Regions from separate parts of the Zea mays genome. Here region 2 is linked to region 1. A link is a contact called in public Hi-C data. All regions are on one chromosome and are shown on one strand. The core of a region is the stretch at or near the end of the contact, and the rest is flanking DNA. Distances in the headings are between cores, read along the strand shown.

The links. A called contact is a pair of places that touch in the nucleus more often than the background predicts.
Region 2: a Hi-C map of leaf shows a contact between it and region 1, with 7 times the contacts expected there. The contact joins the promoter of LOC100274535 here to the promoter of LOC103633192 in region 1. A contact is called at or near these places in 7 of 25 Hi-C or Micro-C datasets (ear and leaf).

The regions. Positions count from the first base shown.
Region 1 is chr7:159,199,228-159,206,159 of Zm-B73-REFERENCE-NAM-5.0, forward strand. It overlaps LOC103633192 (protein FAR1-RELATED SEQUENCE 5), which reads left to right and starts at 3,380. Exons shown (of 3, transcript XM_008654877.3): 1 at 3,380-6,147; 2 at 6,230-6,277; 3 at 6,852-6,932. The coding sequence starts at 3,597. The coding sequence ends at 6,246. It overlaps LOC100284685 (PHI-1), which reads right to left and starts at 162. Exons shown (of 1, transcript NM_001157580.2): 1 at 1-162. The coding sequence starts at 104.
Region 2 is chr7:159,340,257-159,347,298 of Zm-B73-REFERENCE-NAM-5.0, forward strand. It overlaps LOC100274535 (Ras-related protein RABH1b), which reads left to right and starts at 2,592. Exons shown (of 6, transcript NM_001148891.1): 1 at 2,592-2,856; 2 at 3,936-4,006; 3 at 4,098-4,186; 4 at 4,355-4,466; 5 at 5,145-5,235; 6 at 5,691-6,248. The coding sequence starts at 2,740. The coding sequence ends at 5,837. LOC109940850 (a long non-coding RNA gene) reads left to right here and starts at 6,402. Exons shown (of 4, transcript XR_002263554.3): 1 at 6,402-6,605; 2 at 6,719-6,842. It also overlaps the pseudogene LOC118473039.

The DNA.
Region 1 (6,932 bases), core at 2,130-4,629:
TACACCGGCGCGCCCCGGACGGCCGCGAGGCTGCTGCTGGAGATGCAGATCGCCGCGGCGAGGAGGAGGAGGGGGGAAGGGTGGCGAGGGAGCAGCTTCCCCATTTCGGTGGGCTGCGTGGACTGTGGTGGAGTGGAGTGAAGGCTGAAGTGCTGAACTAGTGAAGTGACCGAACTGGCCAGCTGGGTTTTTGTTGCCTTTTCAGACTGAACGACCATGACGCCTTTTACCTAAGAATAGAAAAACAACGAGTTTCGGGTACAAGTAATATATAGAGCACCTACAATCCATATAAATTTGTAGAGAATAAGTAAAAAATACTGTCCGGCACATCTTTAACACAGTTGTCTAGTTCTAAGAAACATTTTTACATAGAAAGTGAGACCAAATTGAAAGGTAAGAAACATTTATACATATATGCTACTAACGATCAATGACATATAAAGGTAAGAGGTTCCTCTAATTGGTATAGAAAAGATTAGAATATTTATTTATGATAACAAATAATTTATTGAACAAAATTACAGTGACAAATATTTTTTTCCCCAAACTCTTAAAAGTGAGACCAAATTGACAAGACTCGGACTCTCACTAGCATGCTTTGATCCGTAAAAATTCTACGGTGACCCCCCAACTCATGGTTTAAACATAGCTTACCTTATCTTGTTTCTCTAGTACTATAATACAAGAGATTAAACCAAGTGAGAGGAACCAATCTGAACCAGTGCGACTAGCTGTGGTAGGAGGACCAGGACCAGGACCGACCTTCTTGATGTTTGTCACGGACGATGTCAACGGTTGCGCGCAGCTCAAGGCTGCACTAACTCGTTGTAGAACCAATGCGGCTGACGCGTGGGCCATCGTGGCCGCGGCGGCGAGGAGATATTCATTGCTGTCGTCGCGCGCGTCTGGCCAAACCCAGAGTTCTTCAGGGAGCACAATCCCAGAGCAGGGGATAACTAGACGTAGAGAGAGACACGGAGAGACACATGAGGCCTGCAGTTGAAAAACATTTTTGCATCATTCCATACACCTCTACTGCCGGAGTGTACTATTCTTTCACTCTCTGTCTCTCTCATCACTGCATCTACACCCGTGCACGCTACAGTCAATGAATTTGCTTCCGCAAGTGAAAGCGTGATGCCAAAGCGATTTCGAGTTTTTAGCATTCTCGAGAAAGGGAAAACAATATTTAATTAACTACTAGTGCTGCAAGCTGTTTTTTTTTTCAATCACATCTCAGAGGAGACAGTAATGGCATCATGGCATGGACAGGGTGCGCCATCGCACACGCCACTGATTACTACTCCATCCCGTCTCCCTTCTAAGTTATATAGAAGATCATTTGATATTATTTATATAGTGAAGTTTAAATATAAGATTAGATAGAAAATAATATAGATGATATATTAGAGATAGTTTAACGTTGTATTTACAATGCATTTAGTTGCAACGAAGCTCTAGATAGTTAACAATAAAAAAATCTGAATGGTAAGAAACTAATGTGCTCTCTCTGTCCTAATTTATAATTCGTTTGATTTTTTTGTCAGATTTGACCGGCTTATCTTATTAAAAAATTTATGAAAAAAATGAAAATTCAACATCATACTTAAAATATATTATATAGTAAACGATATCCCAATAAAAAGTAACAGTAATTATGAGCCCTATGAATATTTTTATCTTCCTTCGCACGTAGCTCTAATGATACTCAGATTAACCAGATTATCAGAAAAGCTGGTTAGAAAAAACTAACCAAACAAGCCCATAATTGCCTGTTCCACCTTCCATCAATCACAGTGCTAGCTGCAACATTTATGATTTAATGGCTACTTTAATCGCTTGTTCTAAATAGGAGTAACTAAATTTTAATCAGTTATTTTTAGTCACTTTGGTTTAACCCCATGATCTAAACAGGCCCGGAGTATAGTGTACCGGAGCAGGCTCGACGGCACCAACTCGACGATCGAAGCGAAGACGAAGCAAGTGGCTGAGCTCAGCCTTGGGATGCAGCGGAGCCAGCTGTTGTGTTCCTGCACAAGGACAGAGCAAACCAATGGGTTCAGGCTGTCCGCAGTCGCATTTCAGAAGGCAACTCTAAAGCTATAAAATAATCGTATAGAGTAAAAATATGCTGCAGTGGTGTACTGGAAAGCTAACTCTAAATTTGCATGTAACTTGGAGAACCCTAAATACAGCGTACGCTTCCATCCAACTCGAAAATCTCTCTCCTCGCATGGGTGGCCTGTCCGTAGCAGCATGGCCAAGGTGGGACCGCGGAAGGCAGTTGGGTACTTGGGTGTGGATAGAAAAGTGATGGAAATAAATAATAAAATATGTGGTAGTTGGTATAGGGTAGATATATAGAGTAATTGTGACCGCGGAGAATTGTTGGATAGAGTAAAAAACCTTGCTGACCAGGATGGAATATTCCTTTTAGGGTAGATAAATAGGGTAGTATGAGTGCGGATAGCCTCATGTTCTTCGCCAGGCACCAGGCTCAGAGATATTCAACTTGCTGGATCACAGCTTACTTACCAGGGTATGACGTTGCTGAACAACAGATAAGCAGCAGACTACATCAGAGTTCAGATGAGGGCATACTGTTTAACGAGGGATATAAAGGTAAGCACCAGCAGCAGATGATATTCGAAAAATTGAGATCGGTTCAGGGGCATCTGTCCCTTATACATGCATGGTTCGGATAAAACTATCGGGAGCAGCAAATATCCATGGAAGAAAGATAAATCAAGGTATGATTATGTAGACCTCGTTATCTACTACCATAGCAAAGCATGAATAACTGGATAGTTAAAGTGCAGAAGAACACAAATCATGAAGGTGAAACGTCACAAAAACTCTCACCAATACACACTAATTTCCTACTCACTTTTCTTCTAACAAAAAAAAATCCCTAAAAGCTGATTTGGTGGATAGAAATCACGAATAGCAAAAGGATCCATCCCTATGAATCCACTCGGGATCTCTATCCACCGAATTAGCCCCAAGACTACTAGTAGGTAACGGGAACCATCATGTGATCATGTCAGGACATGTGCCCTATTTGTACTTTTTTTTATTATATACTTTGATCGTGTTATATGATATTGACAATACATAATAAGCTTAAAACAATTATACATAGGTAATTTAGAGATTAAAGGTGTGTTTGTACTCTTTTTAATTTCTATTATATACAATTTTAATACTGACAATAACGTTATCAAGTCTGGTAATATCATCATCAAGTCTACTTAACTTGGAAACTATATTTTTTTAAGGAAAAATAAACTAATTTAACTTGTAAAAATGAAAACCCCGTGGAAAAACGAGGTTCCTAAACTAGCCCTTAACTTGAGTCTCTTTCTTTTTTTTCTCCAGTAGAAAGAAGAACTCAATGAAAATCCGGGGAGCGACGAGCGAGCGACTCACCCATCAGGCCATGACCACGTCGCAGACCAACTCGGTCGCCCCCGTGGGCCGTGGGAGGCTCAACCGCACACATTAACCCACACCGGCCGCCTCCGCAGGCGATCCCTCCACCCCACAGGTTCCCTTCTCCCTCCTCCTTCCTCCAAACCCTGGCGCAAACCCTAATGTCCACCGCCGGGGACCCTTCCCGCCTCTCCGGCGAGTCCTCGCCGTCGTCCTCCACGTCCTCCGGCTCCTCCTCCCACTCCTCTGGCGCCGCCGATGCCGCCGCCACCAACCTCGCCCTGACAGCACCAACCTCCGCCCTCGCCGATGACACAGACGCCGATGCCCCCACCTCCCCGCGCGTGGGGACGTACTTTGAGACCGAGGACGACGCGTACGAGTTCTACAAGGCCTACGCGGCCCGTCTCGGCTTCGTCGTCCGCAAGTCCAACAAGTCCAAGAACTCACGGCACACCGTCACCCGCCGCCTCTTCGTCTGCTCCAAGCAGGGCTTCCGCCAGGAGCCCAAGAAGCCCCAGGACGAAACCGCAGGCTCCGGAGTCGCGTCCTCGCCCTCGCTGTCGCTGGTGCCTGCGCCTCGGTGCCCGGACTCGCGCACAGGCTGCCTAGCGTCGCTCACCATCAAGCTCATTCCTTCCGCAAACGCCTTCCGTGTTACTGACTTCGTCGCCGATCACAACCACCCGCTCGCCTCTTCCTCGCCCGCTGTGTCACTAGCCTTGCTGTCGCCGAGCTCTTCACACCACAGCATTGTAGCAGTGGCCAGCTTGCCGGACCCAAGGGATGGGCCGCGGGCCGATATGCATTTTGAGACAGAGGAGGATGCATATGTCTTCTATAACAGATATGCCGAACATGTAGGCTTCAGTGTACGGCGCTCCTACAAGAAGCGGAAGCGAGGGATGATAGTGTCGCGTATTTTTGTTTGTTCTCGCGAGGGTGTCAGTGACCGCACCAAGCAAGAGGGTGGAGCCATAGTCATTGCAAATGGTGGTGCAGGGTCAGCAGGCACACCTAGGCCAGGTCCGCCGCCAACACGGACCGGATGTCAGGCAAGAATGGTGATAAAGATCACCCCCTGCCGAACATACCGTGTAGCAAAGTTTTTTCCAGAGCATAACCATCCTCTGGCCAATCCAGACAGCGTGCATAAGCTGCGGTCTCATAAAATGAGAGCCCGTGCACATGAGCTTGGAGCAGGGGAAATGCATCGAAGGAAGCAAGGGAAGGGTGTGCAGCTTGGGGATGTTGGCGCAGCATTGCAATACTTGGAGGAGTTGCAGGTAGAAAATCCTTCAGTTTATTACGCGGTAGGAGTGGGGCCTGATGGGAAATCCGCTGTGAATTTCTTCTGGGCTGATGCAAAATCAATAATTGACTACAGGAGTTTTGGGGATGTTGTTTGCTTTGATACAACATATGCATTGAACATTTATGGACGGCCATTTGCACTCTTTGTTGGTGTTGACAACCATAAGCAGTTACTTGTGTTTGGCGCAGCACTGCTCTATGATGAGAGCATTCAGTCGCTGAAATGGGTATTTGAGGTGTTTGCTGATGCCATGCATGCTAGGCACCCACAAACTATTTTGATTGATGAACGTCCTGAGTGTGCCATTGCAGCAGCAGAGGTGTGGCCTGGCACCAATCACTGCACAGGGGTGTGGCATATCTACCATAATTCAAAGAGGCACTTGAAGCAGGTGTTTGAAAGCTCAAAAAGTTTCAGCAATGCTTTGAACCATTGTCTCTTTGAATGTGAGGATGAGATTGAGTTCTTGTCAGCATGGGAAAAGCTAGTTGAGAAACATGACATTGGTGAGAGTGAGTGGCTCAGCAGACTTTACCTGGAGAAAGAAAAATGGGCTTTACCTTATCAGAGAACCATGTTTTCTGCTGATATACTCTCAACCCTTCGTAAGGATAACATGATTAATGAACTAAGACGAGACCTCAGTGAGCAAGAAGATATCCTGCAGTTCTTCAGGCGTTATGAGTCTATTCTGGAAGAGCATCGATCAAAGAAATTGCATGCTGATGTTGATGGCAGCCAGGTTACTCTGCCTATCCCATCGTTGCGAATGCTAAAACAATCATCAAATGCTTATACACCTGAAGCTTTCAAGATGTTCCAGGGAGAGTTTGAGGCTTACATGAATTGCATGTCCTTCCCCTGCGGTGTGGTTGGCACGATCTCTGAGTACAAGATTGTGCTTGATGAGAAGCCATCAGAGAGTTTTGTCAAATTTGATGCACTAGATGGCTCGACCACTTGCAGCTGCAAGAAGTTTGAAGCTGTTGGGATTCAATGCTGTCATGTACTGAAAGTGCTGGATCTCAAGAATATCAAAGAACTTCCAGAACAATATATTTTGAAGAGATGGAGGAAAGATGCTCGTTCTGTTCAAATTGGGGAGGAACCTACCTATGGGTCTGGCAGTGTCATGCGATCAACCTCAGAAGCTCGATTCAGTAACATGTGTCGGTTGGCTAGCTTGATTGCTTCAAGAGCTGCCAAATCCGAGGATGTGATGTCATACATCGAAAGTCAGTCAAATGCTATTCAGAAACATCTGGATGATATTCTACACACAAGCTATCCTGATATGGGAAATCACACTGTTGCTTCAAGTAGTCAAGCAATTTCCTTTGTAGGCACCCAACATCCTGACCATTCCACACCAGTAGTGGTTGCACAGACAACAAATGGTATATACTCTATAATGTTCGAGTATTTCCAACATATCATCATTTTTACCGCTTTATTGAATTTCACATGGGTAAATGGCAGGCCTGATGGGGCTTTGACGGCGCACATTTGATCATACTGGCAACATTGGTAAGTAGTTAGTGATGTAGTGTTAATTTACTCAGGAGAGCTGATTTTATTGTCCATTGCTAAACATGAAAAATTCACTGGTGTAGCAATGACTTGAACTGCAAAGATTTTACTATGTAGTGGAACCTCAAGGGCTGAGGGTGATATAGTAGTAATGATAAGAAACAATTTTTTTTTTGCTTAGTGTACTGTCTGTCCATTTCACTGCTGTCAGCTACTCAGCTGTTTGGCATCAGAGAAACGTCCTTTAAAATGTTCACTGTGCTAGCTACAAATACAAGGCTAAATTGGTATGTATGTGGAATGTGCCAAGTTGGTATCTTTCACTTCTAACGAGATTTCCTAAGCAGATGGTGATTCCCTTCTTTATGTTTGCTTGTCCTTTTATTTTCAGTTAACTTGAACTTAGGTTTAGTTTGTCCACAAGCCTGAGACTTTGGCTATTTAGGTTTTTCCGTTAACTTTTCGCGAATGTGGAATGAGATAGGAAACCTTGTTTGTTAGGCTTAATAATTTTGATTACAATCATGTGAAAGTTTTACTGAAAATTGAATTGTTCTTTGATAAACCTCAGGGCTGCATGATTGTCAGGAATTCCTCGTCCTCCAGAACTTGTATTCGTCAGTGGACAACTGAACGGGTCAGTCGGTCTTTG
Region 2 (7,042 bases), core at 1,342-3,841, 140 kb after region 1:
TAGAAAAGAGGGCTTTCTACATAGGGATCATCAAAACAATGATTTTACCCTATCAACTATAGGAAGGAACGACACTTCACGAGAATCAAAATAGGAATAAAGTAGAGCCTATACTATTATTCTATGGATAAAGCTGAAATTGATAGAGAAAACACTGTAAAGATCAATTAGTGAGCGACTGGGTCGATACAACTAAAAAATTGCTTCATTATACCATGATATGGGACAAAATTTAGGAATCCACTTATGTAATAAAGTTCATCCACTAAGGATTAAGCAGCAGTGTAGTATTAGATCCCAAAGATAGTAAGTTATTTTTTCTTTCTTATTGAAAATGGTCTTTTCTAGGATTCTATAGAGAATTTCACATATGAAAGAAACGAAACCGAGATAGTTACCTTTCCGAAAATTCGAATGAAGAATATATGTCTATCTATGCTTCGTTCTTGTGAAGGTGGGATAAAAGATCAAACTGTTTATTGATCAAAATTAAGGTTTGAAACTTAGGTAATTAACTTTTTCTACTTAACCCAAGAAGAAATTGGATTGATTTTTGGGAAATCGAATTCAGTTAAGATAGGGGAAATTAAGATAGCAATTTCTGAGCCGTATGAGGTAGGAAACTCTTAAGTACGGTTCTAGGGAAAGGAACTGTCTATTCCAACCGAGGAGAACATGCCACTCTACAGGGCGATTCAGGAATTGCGGAAGCATGGTTTGATCAAGCTGTTGAGTACTGGAAACAAGCTATAGCGCTTACTCCAGGAAATTATATTGAAGCACATAACTGGTTAAAGATTACAAAGCACTTTGAATTTGAATAAGACCACTCTCCATCATCATAAAAAGGTGGTTTGGTTGAAAATCAAATCAAGAATTTCATTGTATCCCTTTCTTCTACCTTCAATTTTATATCATATTTCATAAGGATAAACCATAGGGATAGGCTCTAGAACAGAAGCAATAAAGTACATAAAAATCAACAATCTAAATATTCCTACCTAATATATCAGGACAATCTTATTAATAATTCTAATGAGTTGTCTTGGAATTTTGAATCGAATAAAAAAATCTATATTATGCTCACTCAAGGAAAGTAGATGTAGATATGGGCTTATACCCTAAAAAAATACACCAACTTTTTAAATTAAAACATAAAAAAGATTTTTTGTTATGTTGGGAAATAATTTTCTAGAATAACCAATGTCCGTTAGGCACCTAATCCTTATGTCATAGTAGATCCGAACACTTACCTCAGATTGACTTCAATATATAATTGTTGCAGTGAATAACTAAAAAATATTCACTAAAAAATAGAGGGACGATAGATAGTAAAGAAAAGGACTAATTATAATATCTATTTTTTAAAATTTCAATAAAAAGACAGTTGGCGGGTCTCTTTGTATGTCTTGTCCGGAAAGAGGACTTAATGATTATTCGTTCATAGGAACCATAAGTTAAAATTGTTGTGGATAGGGATCCTATAAAAACATCTTTTGAGGAATGGACCAGATCCGAGCATTTCTCAAGGACAATAGCTAAGAGCCACGATACTACCACTTGGATCTGGAACCTACACGCTGATGCTCATGATTTTGATAGTTATACCGGTGATTTGGAGATCTCCCGAAAAGTTTGTAGTGCTCCAATATCTTTCTTTTGTTGAGTGGCATGTACTCATATTGGACCCCAGTGCTCAGGTAGTGTGGCCAATAGTAGGACAAGAAATTTTGAATGATGATGTAGGCGGGGGTTTTTTGAGGAATCCAAATAATCTCTGTTTTTTCCAGATTTAGCGAGCATCCGGAATAACTAGTGAATTTCAACTCTATTGTACCGTAATTGGTGCATTGATTTTTGTATCCTTAATGCTTTTTGCCGGTCCCAAATTGGCCTGGTTTCAAGACGTAGAATCCATATTGAATCACCACTTCGTTTACACCAATCCAGCTCTGGATTAGCATGAATTGGAATTAAATCCATAACCCAAAATAATCCAAGACTACTTAAATTTTTTTATTAGGTTATACCCATCATAGAATATAACCCAATGAGTTTGGGAATTTTTTAAACTATAGAAGACATGTATTCTATCCATTGCTCATTAGGTATGGAACAAATCCATGAAGATATTGCACACGTTTGCATTAGAATCTATGGATCAAAAGAATAACTAGCTTTGAGAGATACATGTATTAATTGATGAATTTAATCTGACCATGCTATTGAGTGTGAGATATGAATTTAACTAATCCATATCTGAATTAAATCCACGGTAGGATTTCATCCCGTGTAACCGAGGACTTGGGTCTGTTATTTTCGGCGGGACACATTACCGATTAACATTTTCTGAAGGCTGGGGACCTGGGGTTGATCTAAAGAGATACCACTTTTCGGGAGTACCGAGTTTTTTTTGTTCACATTAGAGCGCTGCAAAACAAAAGGCTTTCGTGTGCCCTCCGGTCCGGCCGCCTTCTCCGCGCGCGCTAGGAGTAATAAACGGAAGGCACCAATCTCGGAGGCAACGGCCCAGACGCGCAAGCGGAAGAAAGGGGGAGCGCAACATTCGCGGCCGCGGGGAGGGAGAGAGACAAGGGGGGCGGTCACACACACGCGGACCGCGCGAGCTAGCGAGCGAGCGAGATCCCCCTCTCGCGCTGCTGGATCCGATCTGACCTGACCTTACCTCGTCGCCGCCAGCCGTGAGAGAGAGAAGAGGAAGAGGAGGAGGAGGCGGAGATGGCACCGGTGTCGGCGCTCGCCAAGTACAAGCTCGTCTTCCTGGGGGACCAGTCCGTCGGCAAGACCAGCATCATCACCCGCTTCATGTACGATAAGTTCGACAACACTTACCAGGTACGACGGCCCGCACGCCTCTCCGATCCCGATCGATCCCTCGCGTGCTGTTCGTGTTATCTTCCCGCGTCGGGGTTGGGTTTGTGGGTTGGATCCAATCGGGTGGGCCAGATCCAGCGCAGGCGGTTCGATAGGTCGATGTGATCCGGGGCAGGGTGATCCATCCTGCGCTCGATTGGATCAGGGCGCATGGGCAAGGAAGATGGGTTGCCTTATTTGTACTTCTACTATCGTTGCAATTACATGCGAGACGAATTGTCCGTACTGTTCGTAAAAGGTGGTTGTAACTTGTGACTACCTATTACGTGTGAGGCGCACCGTTATAATTTGGGCTTGCCGCACCCATTGGTGATGGTATATTGGTATGATTCCCTGATTGGATCACAGGTCCTTGACATTGTTCTCTGGGATGTCCGAGCCCAAATCTTTTGTGTATTGAGAGTTTTGGACAGAGATTGTGATGTGAATAGCCTGCACCTGAATTCTCGTCCTGGTAATGTAAGGACAAAGTATTTTTCTGTATTAATAGGATGCTACTTTGACGAAAGACTTCTGTCATATCTATGGGCTTGGCACTTTACAGTAAGCACTAGCGTAGCAACACAATCTTTTTTTAGTCACTATATATGATCTGGAAATCTTAAGAAATGTAAGTCACAGGGTTTTGACTGCTTCTTTGCATGTGTTTTGTGGTGTACTGTGTTGGTCGTTTGAGTGATTATTTTGAGCACTCAACCTCAATGGGGTAAGACAACCCTGTGTGTTGTATTAAGAAGACCTTGTCACGGAGGTCGAGAAAACCCTGCCCCACCCATGCACAGCTGCCCCCTAGCCTACATGAGAACGATTGCGACTAGAGCTGGGACTTACTGTGATTTGTCGTGGGACGGACGAGGTTTTTTTAACCCCAGACCACCTAACCAACCCAAATAGAAGTTGTTTCACTTATTTTGAGTACTCAGCTGACAATTACTATTATAGTATTATTTTGAGTTAATTTATGTAATTTTTGGCTTGTTGTACAGTAATGCTGGTTAGTCTATTCAGGTTTGCTCAAAGTTGTTTTCTCTGGTATGCAGGCTACAATTGGTATTGATTTCCTGTCAAAGACAATGTACCTTGAAGATAGAACTGTGAGACTCCAACTCTGGTATAATTACTACTACTGCATCCGTTAGCCTGTATGGCCCCATTGTGATCTACGGACCGTTGACCTTATGCATGTGTTGTTTTCTTTGCAGGGATACAGCTGGTCAGGAAAGGTTCAGGAGTTTAATTCCAAGCTATATCAGAGACTCTTCAGTTGCTGTCATTGTATTCGATGTTGCAAGTAATCTCTCTCTGTCTCTCTCGCACACACAAACACACATTCTTTAGGAAAAAAAATGGTATCAGATGCACATCAGTAGCAACAATGACTAGGAAGTTTTATCTTTTAAGGATTAAGGACATAAATTTTTACTATTTTATTCTTACCTTTATTTGTTTCATGTTGTAGGCAGGCAGTCTTTCTTAAATACATCCAAGTGGATAGATGAAGTTCGCACTGAGAGGGGCAGTGATGTTATCATTGTGCTTGTTGGGAACAAAACTGACCTTGTTGACAAGAGGTTGGTGGTGTTTGCTCTTTCCTGATTTCTGTAGTTTTGTTGGTTGCTCTATGTATATTTTGTTTGGCTTTAAATTCTTTGGTCTCTCTCATGTCAAGTATAATTCTCCAGATATTTTATGTGCCATATATTATTGTTAAAATTGGCAGTTTAGTTTTCCCAAATACATACCAAGCAAAAAATAACTTAAAATTATCTGGATCACATTTCCTAGGAATTTTTAGGTGGATATCATTCTAAACTTTGTGATTCAGAAGAATCCTATCTGCTGGTTGCTGAGTATATCAAGTGGGACCTAGGTCCAGGACTCAATCTCAGCGTGAGCGAGGCATATGGAGCGTTCATCTGAAGCACATATCTTGGGTTGGCATTTAGCAAAAAGCTGGGAGCTTTGCTTTCTTCCTAGATTTACTTAGCATATGCTATATATTTTACTCAATGTGTATGAGTGTGTTTGTTTTTGTTGCCTGTTTTTCTCAGTAGAACTGGAATCTGACATCTATTGGTATACCAGACTTTCTAGGTCTTCTATCTTTAAGTGATTATTTCCAGCTTAGCTAAATTAACTGGATTATCACTTATCTTGTAGAATCAGTTCACTTTGAGGTATTTATGTAATTTGGAGAAGTATGTCGCTCTTATATTCTTGCTAAAATTCTGTTGCATCTCATGGAACAGGCAAGTCTCGATAGAGGAAGGAGAAGGCAAGGCAAAGGACCTTGGTGTCATGTTTATTGAAACCAGTGCTAAAGCTGGGTTTAACATTAAGGTATGCTTCAGAAATATAAACTGCTTGCTTGTCTCATTTCATAAGTTGGGTTCATATTGAACATGCTTCTAAAAAAAGGGCAAATCTAGTGCCAGGGGCTTCCACATGAGGGCTTGTTCGGTTATGCCAATCCAGAAGGGCCCCTTCTGGATTGGCGTAACCGAACAAGCATTGAGTAGGATCTAAGGAAGGAATAAACCGAGATAAGCCTCCCCTACAAATGTGGAGAGGCTGTTTCGAACCCGTGACCTTGTGTCTCGGTGAGGCAGCTCTCACAATTGTTCCAGTCCTGCCAAATGAGTAGGGTCTGGAAAAGGGATAACATGCAATTTTTTCCTCTAAAATTCATAGTAGTATGCCTTTTCTTAGGGAAGGACCTTTATTTTTCTGCATGTCTGTATGTCTTTATATGTCAACATATTTTTTTCGTTTTGCACTGACCAACTTGTGAGCAGGCGCTGTTCCGTAAAATTGCTGCTGCCCTTCCTGGTATGGAGACACTCTCATCAGCGAAGCAGGAAGACATGGTTGATGTGAACTTGAGGTCTGGCAATGCAAACTCGTCCCAGTCTCAGGCTCAGGCTGGGGGATGCAGTTGTTAGTTGCAGTCTCTGACACTTGCTGCTCATGATCTCTGAGACCCTGAGCATCAGAACGCGTTACCACTGATGCTTCTCTCGGGAAGGAGAGTTGATCGGCATTGAACACGCACACGCTATAGTTTTTACCCGGTGAATGGACCATTTGCATTGGAACGATACGTTTGAGTTCTCTAGTGTTATTTCCAGTGGCCTAAGCTAGCAACAGTGTATAGTTGGGTTGGCACTGCAAACTTCTACCGTTCGAGTTGGGTATTAGAGCTAGTTATTGGTTCATGTTGAACTTATATTATTTTCTATCTTGCTGCAGTTATGTTTGCTATGTGTACCAAACATGTATTGGAATTTTTGTAAGCTATAATATGGCCAGCACAGCAGTAGCCTCACATGATACCCCTTGAATCTGTATCGTTCAAACCGTGGTATCCTAAATTTATATCGTTCAAACCTTTTGCCTTTTGCTTTTGAGGGTGTGTTTGGTTTGTCCAAACCTCGCGCTCCTCCTCCGGACTCTCCCCAGTCCCCACTCCGTCTCAACCCCCCCCCCCCCTCCCTCCCTCCCTCCCTCCCTCCTTGTCGCGCCCAGCCGGCCTCCGGTCCTTCTTCCCGGTTCCTGGTTGCCGCCTCGGAACGCATGGCGTTGCACTTGCAGAGCCCGAGTTCCTTCCCCTACAGGAGGAGGACACCCGGTTCGTCGTGGTAACCTTCTACAAATTCGTGCCCCTCGACGACCCCCACGCCGAGTTCGCCAGACACCTCATCTTCCTCCAGGTTCTTCTTTCCTTCCTGCTCGCCTTCGCTTTCGTACAGTACTATCGTGTCTCTTCTTCTCTACCCAATTTACCACTACCGTGTGTTCTGTCGTGTTACCGTGTTTCGTACAGTACTATCGTGTTTCTGTCGGGACTCGGGAAGCTCAAGAGAGCGACCACCGCACTGGAGGCCGAAGGGAAGGGACGAGATCGTTGAATCGCAGGTGGACGGCTAGGATTGGTCGCCTGAGGCGAGGTCAAAATCTCTAGCCTCTACATATTCTTGTCGTCTCATGGATCTAGCCTACCGTTTGGTGTCTGGTGATGGGATTCTAGGATCAATTCTATTTTGTAGGGTTTCATCGATTCATGTGTTACATATGTGATCTAGGAAAATTGATGTTTTATGTTTCTCAGTCAAGAATAATACTGGTACTAATAATGTAGGTCTTGTGT